Linked DNA regions of Cricetulus griseus: region 2 is linked to region 1. The links are chromatin contacts, called in public Hi-C maps. All regions are on one chromosome and are shown on one strand. The core of a region is the stretch at or near the end of the contact, and the rest is flanking DNA. Distances in the headings are between cores, read along the strand shown.

Region 1 (3,915 bases), core at 1,038-3,537:
GTGCACACCAGACTCACATGTGCACAAGAGAGAGGGAGAGTGAGAGAGATGCTTACTTTTCTTGATTTTTAGCTCCACTTACAACTACGAAATTAAATATCCAGAAAAGTGAAATGCCGGTCTACTCCTGCAGATAATGAATATCAAAGGTGCGATTTGAGTGACAAGTCTCTTATTGTGGATCCCTTGTTTTCCTTAAAGGGAACTTCATCTCCCAGCTTTAAAAAAGTGCTGGCGTTGTCTCTCTTGCCTCCGCGGGGGAGGGGATGGCCGAAGTTCCCAGATGTGGAATCCAAGCTTATATCTGCCCGCAGCTGAAGGGCGTGCAGTTACGGGTTATGAATGACAAGGCAGAAGCAACAAATGTATTTTTCTTTAGTAAAGAAACTCAGTTTTACAGGTGTTCTGTTGCTTGACTTGTTAGCATAGGGACGGTTTAACATTCCTAAGTAACAGCAACAGGTAGGGTGCCCCATTCGTAGGCATTTAGGGGGTTAGAGCTTTAGAGATGGGGACCACGAGGCTCTTTGGGGGGTTGCAGGTGAAGACTTGCACCGCGCAATTTCTACCCTACCCCAAACTCAGTTTAATGTATATTATACATCATGGTGTCGAAGTCGGGAAATACTTTAAAATAATAATAATGTACCGTTCCCCCAAACCCTGCAAAGTCAGGAAGCTCGAGCCTGATTAAGTGAGATGAAAATGTACTCTGAAATCTAAGCCGGTCTTTGCAGAAGCTGAATCACCTCAGGCAGGGGTCAAAGGCTGAAGCCAAGAACGGTGTTGGGGAAATGAGGAAGTGGTCTCCCCAGAGTGACCTCAAATCATTCTCCAAAGCTTCCCAGAAGAGGAATGACTGAGTGCTTTGGGGGGTGGGGCGGGGAGTGGCTTTGCTGACCCAGCTCTGGGGGATGGGCCAGCTTTGTAGCCAAACTCTGCAAGCCTATTCACACACCCCCAACTCCACACCTGTTCAATGAGGAGCAGACGACACCCTCGATTTAGTCTACCTTTCTGTTTCTGTCTGACCTTTGATTAAGACTCAAATTTATATTCCGATCTTATCATCAAGAAATAACCCAGTCATCAAGGTACAGTAGAATTAAGAAGTCCACACCAATAGCACGTAGAAGAGAAAGAAAAGGACAGAGAGAACGGAATAAAAGAAAAGGAAATGAAAGACCAGTTAGGCTTCACCAAATTACTTGAGCCACTTTTCAAAGACCAAAGTTACTGCGCAAAACCGCTCTCATTTTTTCCTAAACAGCGCCACCTACTGTCCATTCTAACTCATCGAACTTTTTTTTTTCCTTTTTACCTTTTACTGTGGGTGGGGGCGGGGGCGGCAGGGATCAAGGGAAACGAAGCAGAGAATAACCCGGCAAACGAACTGACCAGTCTCGGGTGGCACCGAAAATTTTTAAAGTGTTTTGACATCGTTAAATTAAAGGCTCTCAAAAACCAAAAGTCATGACTTTAGCGGTCTTTAGAGACAGCCGCTTCCCTTCCTTACGCGTCCTCAGATTCATAGTTATCATCATCATCATTTTAAGATTTCTTTCTCGAGTGTTCCTTTTGTATGCTTTCATATCTGGGAATCACAAGAAGAAGAGATTTTAAAACATTTTCTCCTTTCGGTTCTCAGCCCACCCACAGCGAAAACTTCTGCAGCACAGAGGCGTCGACATTTATTTGCCTTCAGCTTAGAAAGTTTGGAGTTGGCAAAAAAAGAGAGAAAGGGTTAACAAATGGCAGACTGGTCTCCCTCCTTTTAGCTTCCTGGCAGCTTGGGGAGCCTCCAGGTAGCGGGCGTGCACACACACACACACACACACACACACACACACACACACACACACACACACACACCGCTATCCTGCCTGCCCAGGGCAATGATTTAGCCTAAGAGAAACACTGGGACTTAAAACAAATCACTTATATGGTAGAGGGAGTTTATCCCGTCGAGGGATGCAAGAGGGAGTTTATCCAGTCGAGGGAATCCTTTTAACCGAGACAGACTCCAGCCTCTTTGCAAAGCAGGGCTCCCCTCTCTCTCTCTGCGCCCCAGGGAAGGCGGTGGGCGGCATCCGTACCCTGCGTTTCTCTGCACACGTTAACAATCAAGTTAATTGAATTCATTGGAGTTTCGAAGCGGCCTCTAGCTCTAAGAGGGCTTTGAATGACCAATTTCTCTCTCTCTCTCTCTCCCTCTCTCCCCCTCACTCCTCCCCGCCTCCCATCCCGCCCAGTCCCTCCCCTCCGGGTTCCCCAGTCCACACCTCCCTCCTTCACTCCCCTCTCCCCCACTCTCTCCGTCCTATTAAAACACCCACCGGCTCACTTGTTAGGACCCCCTTAAGTTGGAGGAGGCAGAAAGGCAACAACAGCGAGGAAGGAGAAGTCAAGGCGTCTGGAAAGAATTACCCAGTCCTGGCTCCGAGCAGCCCATTGAACCGGGACTTGAACCAGCCAAAGACTTCTCTCTTCCTAGGCTCTGCTGGGTCTACACCGGGCTTTTAGGTTGACCCGAAAAAAGACTTTGCCTTGTCGGAGGGAGGGGGATTGGAGAGACTAGCAAAGCAGGGGGGCAAAGTTTAATTTATTTTAAAGCACGTTTAACAAAAAGAATTAGAAGATTTAAGTACAACGGAAATAATAAAAGAGCATATTTAGTGCAATTTCTTCTCAAAGAGGGGAGGACCGAGCATTTAAGGCTCCCCCATCTCTCTTTCTCTCTCTTTTTTTTAAATGTTGTTTTTAAATTTTTTATTTTTTTTGGCCGGTCGTCTCAAATTCATCTGATTTCTTATTACCTCAATTTTGGAGACTGCCTTCCACGACCCTCCGGGACCACACAGACAGGCTGAGGACGAGTTTATGAGCAGGAGCTGAACAAGGTACGTTCCACAGGCTTTGGGGTGAACTGTGAATGCGCCAGAAAGTTCCGGGGCAGGGAAGAAATTATCCGCAGGACTTCGAAAAAAAAAATACCTAGTTTCTATAGGAACATGTGAGGTCTGAAGTTTTCTTTTTTCAACAGACTACATATTAGGGGAATATTGCCAATCGCTATCAAGTCCGGCAGCATACCTTGGCTTTTATCACCCTTGCGCTTAAGCCAGAAATCCGCTGCCTCTCAGAGCGCACAGGTAACTGTGTCCCAGCAAAGCTGATTGTCCCAAGATGGACTTTTCCACTAGGCATCTCCCGGAGCGTCAAAGGGGCTCCGGAGCTAGAAAACAAGGATTTCCACTGTGTAAGGAAAATGCATTCCATAAATGTCCTTACCTTCCCACCCTTCCCCTTCTTCCTATCCACCCACCGTCGCCACTATGTGGGCAGGAACACCCTGACACAGTTCTGTGTGCTTTAAGAAAAAGAGACAGAGAGAGAAAGAGAGAGAGAGAGAGAGAGAGAGAGAGAGAGAGAGAGAGAGAGAGAGAGAGAGAGAGAGAGAGAGAGAGAGAGAGAGGGGGCGGCTCTATTTTGGCTTGCTTGCATTGAAAGGGTTAAGCGATCTGGGCTTCCAGCTCTGTTGGGCTGAGACCCCAAGGAAGGAAAGTCCTGCGCCACCTCCTCGCTACCATCCTGGTTCAGCCACTCCCCCCTTTTCCAGGGCCTCCACTGGTTTGCAGTTTCCAAACTCCATTAAAGTGTCAGGCGGGGGGCATCCGGGCTCAGCCACCCTGCGGGAGCCTTTCTGGGGCAAGGGGTCCCTCATGCAGGCGGTGGCATTCGCCACTGGGGGCGAGACCAGGGCGCGCATCCCTCCCAGCGCCAGGCGGTCCGCCGGGAGCCCAGAGACAGGGCGTGCGCGGGGACAGCATTGCGCTCGCTTGCTCGCTCTCTCGCTCGCTCGCTGGGGCAGCTGCAACCTTTCCCGAGCCAAATACGACGTGGCACCGAGCACAC
Region 2 (3,915 bases), core at 401-2,900, 320 kb after region 1:
CAAGGCTGACCAGCCTCATCCTTGCAGCATCCTAGAGGCTTACATTATGATGGCTCACAACTCGAGCATCCCTACCCCTTTCAGATTTTACGTCTTTGAAATTCCCATGGAAATGTACCCTGGTAAATGCCAGACAGAAACTAGAATACTTCCTAGGTGCCAGGAACCCAAATTATGATGCAGATTTCAAGGAAGAGCCTACCTATTCTCCTCAAAAGATGTCATCTCAAGCCTCCCAGAAGATTTACAGCCAGTTATTTCATCTTTTCTTCCTCCCAAGAATTTACACATGCGCTACAGTATTTATTTGTATTATGATTGAAATATTTTAATGTCTAGAGCGATAAATAAATTGTAGCTCAATAAAAGGTAAAACTCGGAAGATCAAGTTAAAGGCTGAATGTTATTTTTCATCCAGATATGCTGCCCTAAGGTAAGTAAGTGTTTAGCATTTGTCATTTTGAAAATATCCACTAAGGATACTCAGACTACCTACCATGGTATTATTCCATTCATTTATATTCTCATTTCAGAACACATATATTGAATGTCTATTATGTGCACACATCTGACCTCACAGAGATATGTTTAAAGTCCTGGTCCTCCTCCACGTGGTTTTGTGAGAAAGCAATTCAGTATGAGAAGGGGGCTGGTGGAGTGGAGATCTAAATGAATTAGGGATCTTTGTTGGTTTCTCCACTTTCTCAGTTGCCCACTGGACTAGGAACAGCTTACAAGGAGTCAATGTTCCTTTGACTGCAGACATCCCAAATACAGAGGCTAACCAGAGATGTTTCCTGTAGTTAATTGTTTGCTTCAATTCTAGAAAGTGCTACTTAGGTAGTCCCCTCACCATTGAGCTTTTATCCACAGAACACTAGCTGTTAAATTATAGAGTGAATTACATACACAACTACAGGTGTAAGAAAGGAGATAAAGTCACTTGCTACTAGCAATTACCTTCCTAGTTTCTGCTCAATTAACATCCCTCGCTAGGATTCTTATTGTGGCTTAGTGTTCTGTCTCCTACAAACTGAATGGTTTGGATACATTCTAATTTATGCAACTGACCTTTAAAGTTACACAGTTTAGAAAGCTCAGTTACTTCAGTTATATGACAGGTAACTCACACAGTTACCTTTCTGTCAGTGTGATTCCTTCTGTCAGTCAGTGCCTATACACTCAATTAAACTGGTATTCTTGACACTCAAGCATGAGTGTCTATTAGACTGATAAAGAAAGATTCATGAGGTATCCACATTTAAAGATTCAGCTGTTGTTGGAAGAGGGAACAAGCTAGGGAAAGGGGGAGGGGCAAAACCAGTTTCTTTCTTTCCTTTTTCTCTCTCTCTCCACACACCAGAGAGACCTTACAATGCACCACAGTGTGCGAACAGAGCTGGGTGCTGCGATACCATTTAGCAATAATAGATGACTTGTACTCCCCAGACTTAACAGGCCAGTGAGCAGCATTAAACTGCTCTGAGGCTGCCATGCACCGAAAAGAGGATGAAAAATAAAATTGTCTATGGCTATTGCAGACGTATTTACCCCTTGTTTAGGGATCCCCATAGCAACAACAGCAAAAAACTGTTACTGCTCTGGGAGGAGGGAAGTCTTCACGGGCAAAGACTGTGATAATGGCCCAGGACCTGCATCGTATCTGCATGCAACCGCCCCCTCTAGCGATAGTTTAGGGAATGGCCACGCTTTTCCTAGCCTTTGGCAACAAGCTTCTCATTGCCATATGTTATATCTCTTAACTCTAAAAGCATAATATTGTTGTATTAAATTAGCAGGACTTATTTTTAAGAGACTTCTAAAACTTTGTTGTTGTGGGTCATTTGGTTCTTGCTTTCTGAGCTCTCTCTCTCTCTCTCTCTCTCTCTCTCTCTCTCTCTCTCTCTCTCCTGTATTTTATATGAACCTAGGAAATATCCAACTTGCTGGAATGATAAAAGGCTTCTTAACAGCCTTACCTACATGTCCTCTGTAGAGATGTAGAGAGCCGGATAATGTAACCCAGAGGAGTGCTAAACTCCTGTGATCACTCTATTACTCTTTTGCAGAGGGGGTATTACCATCTTAGTGATCTCTCTGCATGCCATTGTCCTCTAATTTCCGCAACCCTCTCACCCAATGACAATATCCAAACTCATATACAAACCTCTCCTTCTTCAGGGCAAGACCCACTACCCAAAAGTGTTCATGGGAGGGGATGAATACAGTTAAAATGATGCATGTCTTCACACTACAATCTTTTGTAAGTTTGCAGACTATACGAAATACCCTAACCTTCCAAGAAGTCACAACTCAAGTCTCAGCCGCTCTACTCCTCCATCTTATGAGCTTTTATAACCTCTTCTTTGTATTCCCACTTTCTTCTCGTGGCATTAAATGACTTCTACTACTATTCTTTATATGTGAATTTGTGGACTGTTTTCAATTTTGAGTTCCTTGGGAACAAAGACCTCTTGAATTCTCTATTTAGTTGTAATTGTCCAGTTGATGGGATTTTATTTGATTTATTTTTACAAGTACTCTTTTGGGATAAAAATTTCAAAGAGAGCTATTAGACAATGGGAAACATGACTTTCTTGTGCTATACAGAGTCCTGGAGAACTGGTCCTGGATGACATAATGTCAAGAGACACTAGCAATGAGGAAGAAAGAGAAAAAGAAAAACTTAACTCCATCAAAGGAGTAATATCACAGTACATTGTAAGAAATTCTCTAGACTATAGATTCCTACTACACCCTTAATACAGTAGTGATAGTCTTGAGTTTGCAGAAAACTGAACCTCAAAACAAATCTTAAAAAAAAAATCAGTGTTTCAGTTTTACCCACATGTACGCAAATATGCAACACATAAATAAATGTAATATTATTTTTTCAGAATTTAAGGACTCTAAAATAAGGAAATATTATGCAAGAAATTGGGTATGACAATCACCACAGGCCTGGATTTACTTAATTATGCACAAGAGGATTCAAAAGTGAGAGAATACTATTTGGCTTTTCAAAACATAGTGAAGAAAATCTAGGCCTCAAATATTAGCTGATCCTATTGACTTGCCATTTCATCTCGAATTGAAGAAGTACTTTTGTAGGAATTGATCTCAAGCAGGACATTTCAAAAATTTCAGCTTTGGTAATCCCCTCAGTGTTAGGATTCAGAAAAGTTTCCATAGTAGAAATTCTGGTTTCTATAGCTTTCTGCTTCTTCTTCTCCCCCATTTTCCCCAAAGTCTTAGCGTTTAGTGTCACTTACAGAGAATATTTTCTGAAAGATTCCCCCTTTTTGGTAGTAGCAGCAAACACGACACAGTACTGTTAACAACTGAAATTTCTTGAATACTGTCTCTATTTATTACTACATAGATCTGGAGAAAGGGATTTAATCTCCTGGCTTCGGGATTTTTACCAGCTAAGTAATCTTAGTATTTCTACTCAGTATTACTTAGTGATATTTTATAGGAATATACACTTTAATGCATTGAATATATCTTGATATGTTAACACATAAAGTTTTTGAATATAGGATATGAATCTCCAAACATGGTGCCTGGTTTGTAGGAAATGTCTAGAAAAATATTACTTCTCTCCGCGTTACCCAAGATCATTTGACATATATTAATTTACTCTCCTGTCTGTTTATAATCACTCACTGATGCAAAGGAATTTAAGAATATGGACAACCTATCTGATGGTGCAGAAGACTCCAAGCAATCCCCAGAGTGGTGTAGCCCAGATGAAATGTAAGCAAATGTGAGTCAACAGACAGCTATGCGCTTGTGTCTGTAGCTTACAGCTTAACTCTGAGTATCACAGAACATGTTTCATGAAGTACTTTTACCCATAGTTCTACTCTCTTCTTTGACTGAAAAGAAGCATAGGGTGTCACCTCCACAAAG

What was found. Hi-C and Micro-C count contacts between places; a contact is called where the count stands out from the background.
Region 2: a contact with region 1 is called in a Hi-C map of fibroblasts, with 4 times the contacts expected there. The contact joins the enhancer-like site here to the promoter of Has2 in region 1. A contact is called at or near these places in 2 of 8 Hi-C or Micro-C datasets (fibroblasts and liver).

The regions. Positions count from the first base shown.
Region 1 is chr10:30,902,719-30,906,633 of CriGri-PICRH-1.0, forward strand. Has2 (hyaluronan synthase 2) reads left to right here and starts at 2,288. Exons shown (of 4, transcript XM_027431680.2): 1 at 2,288-2,900.
Region 2 is chr10:31,225,706-31,229,620 of CriGri-PICRH-1.0, forward strand. No RefSeq gene overlaps it. Among named protein-coding and RNA genes, the nearest start is that of Has2, 320 kb to the left of the region's middle. Within about 2 kb of position 1,651, at least 3 of the 6 cell types and tissues checked have open chromatin away from gene starts, as enhancers often do.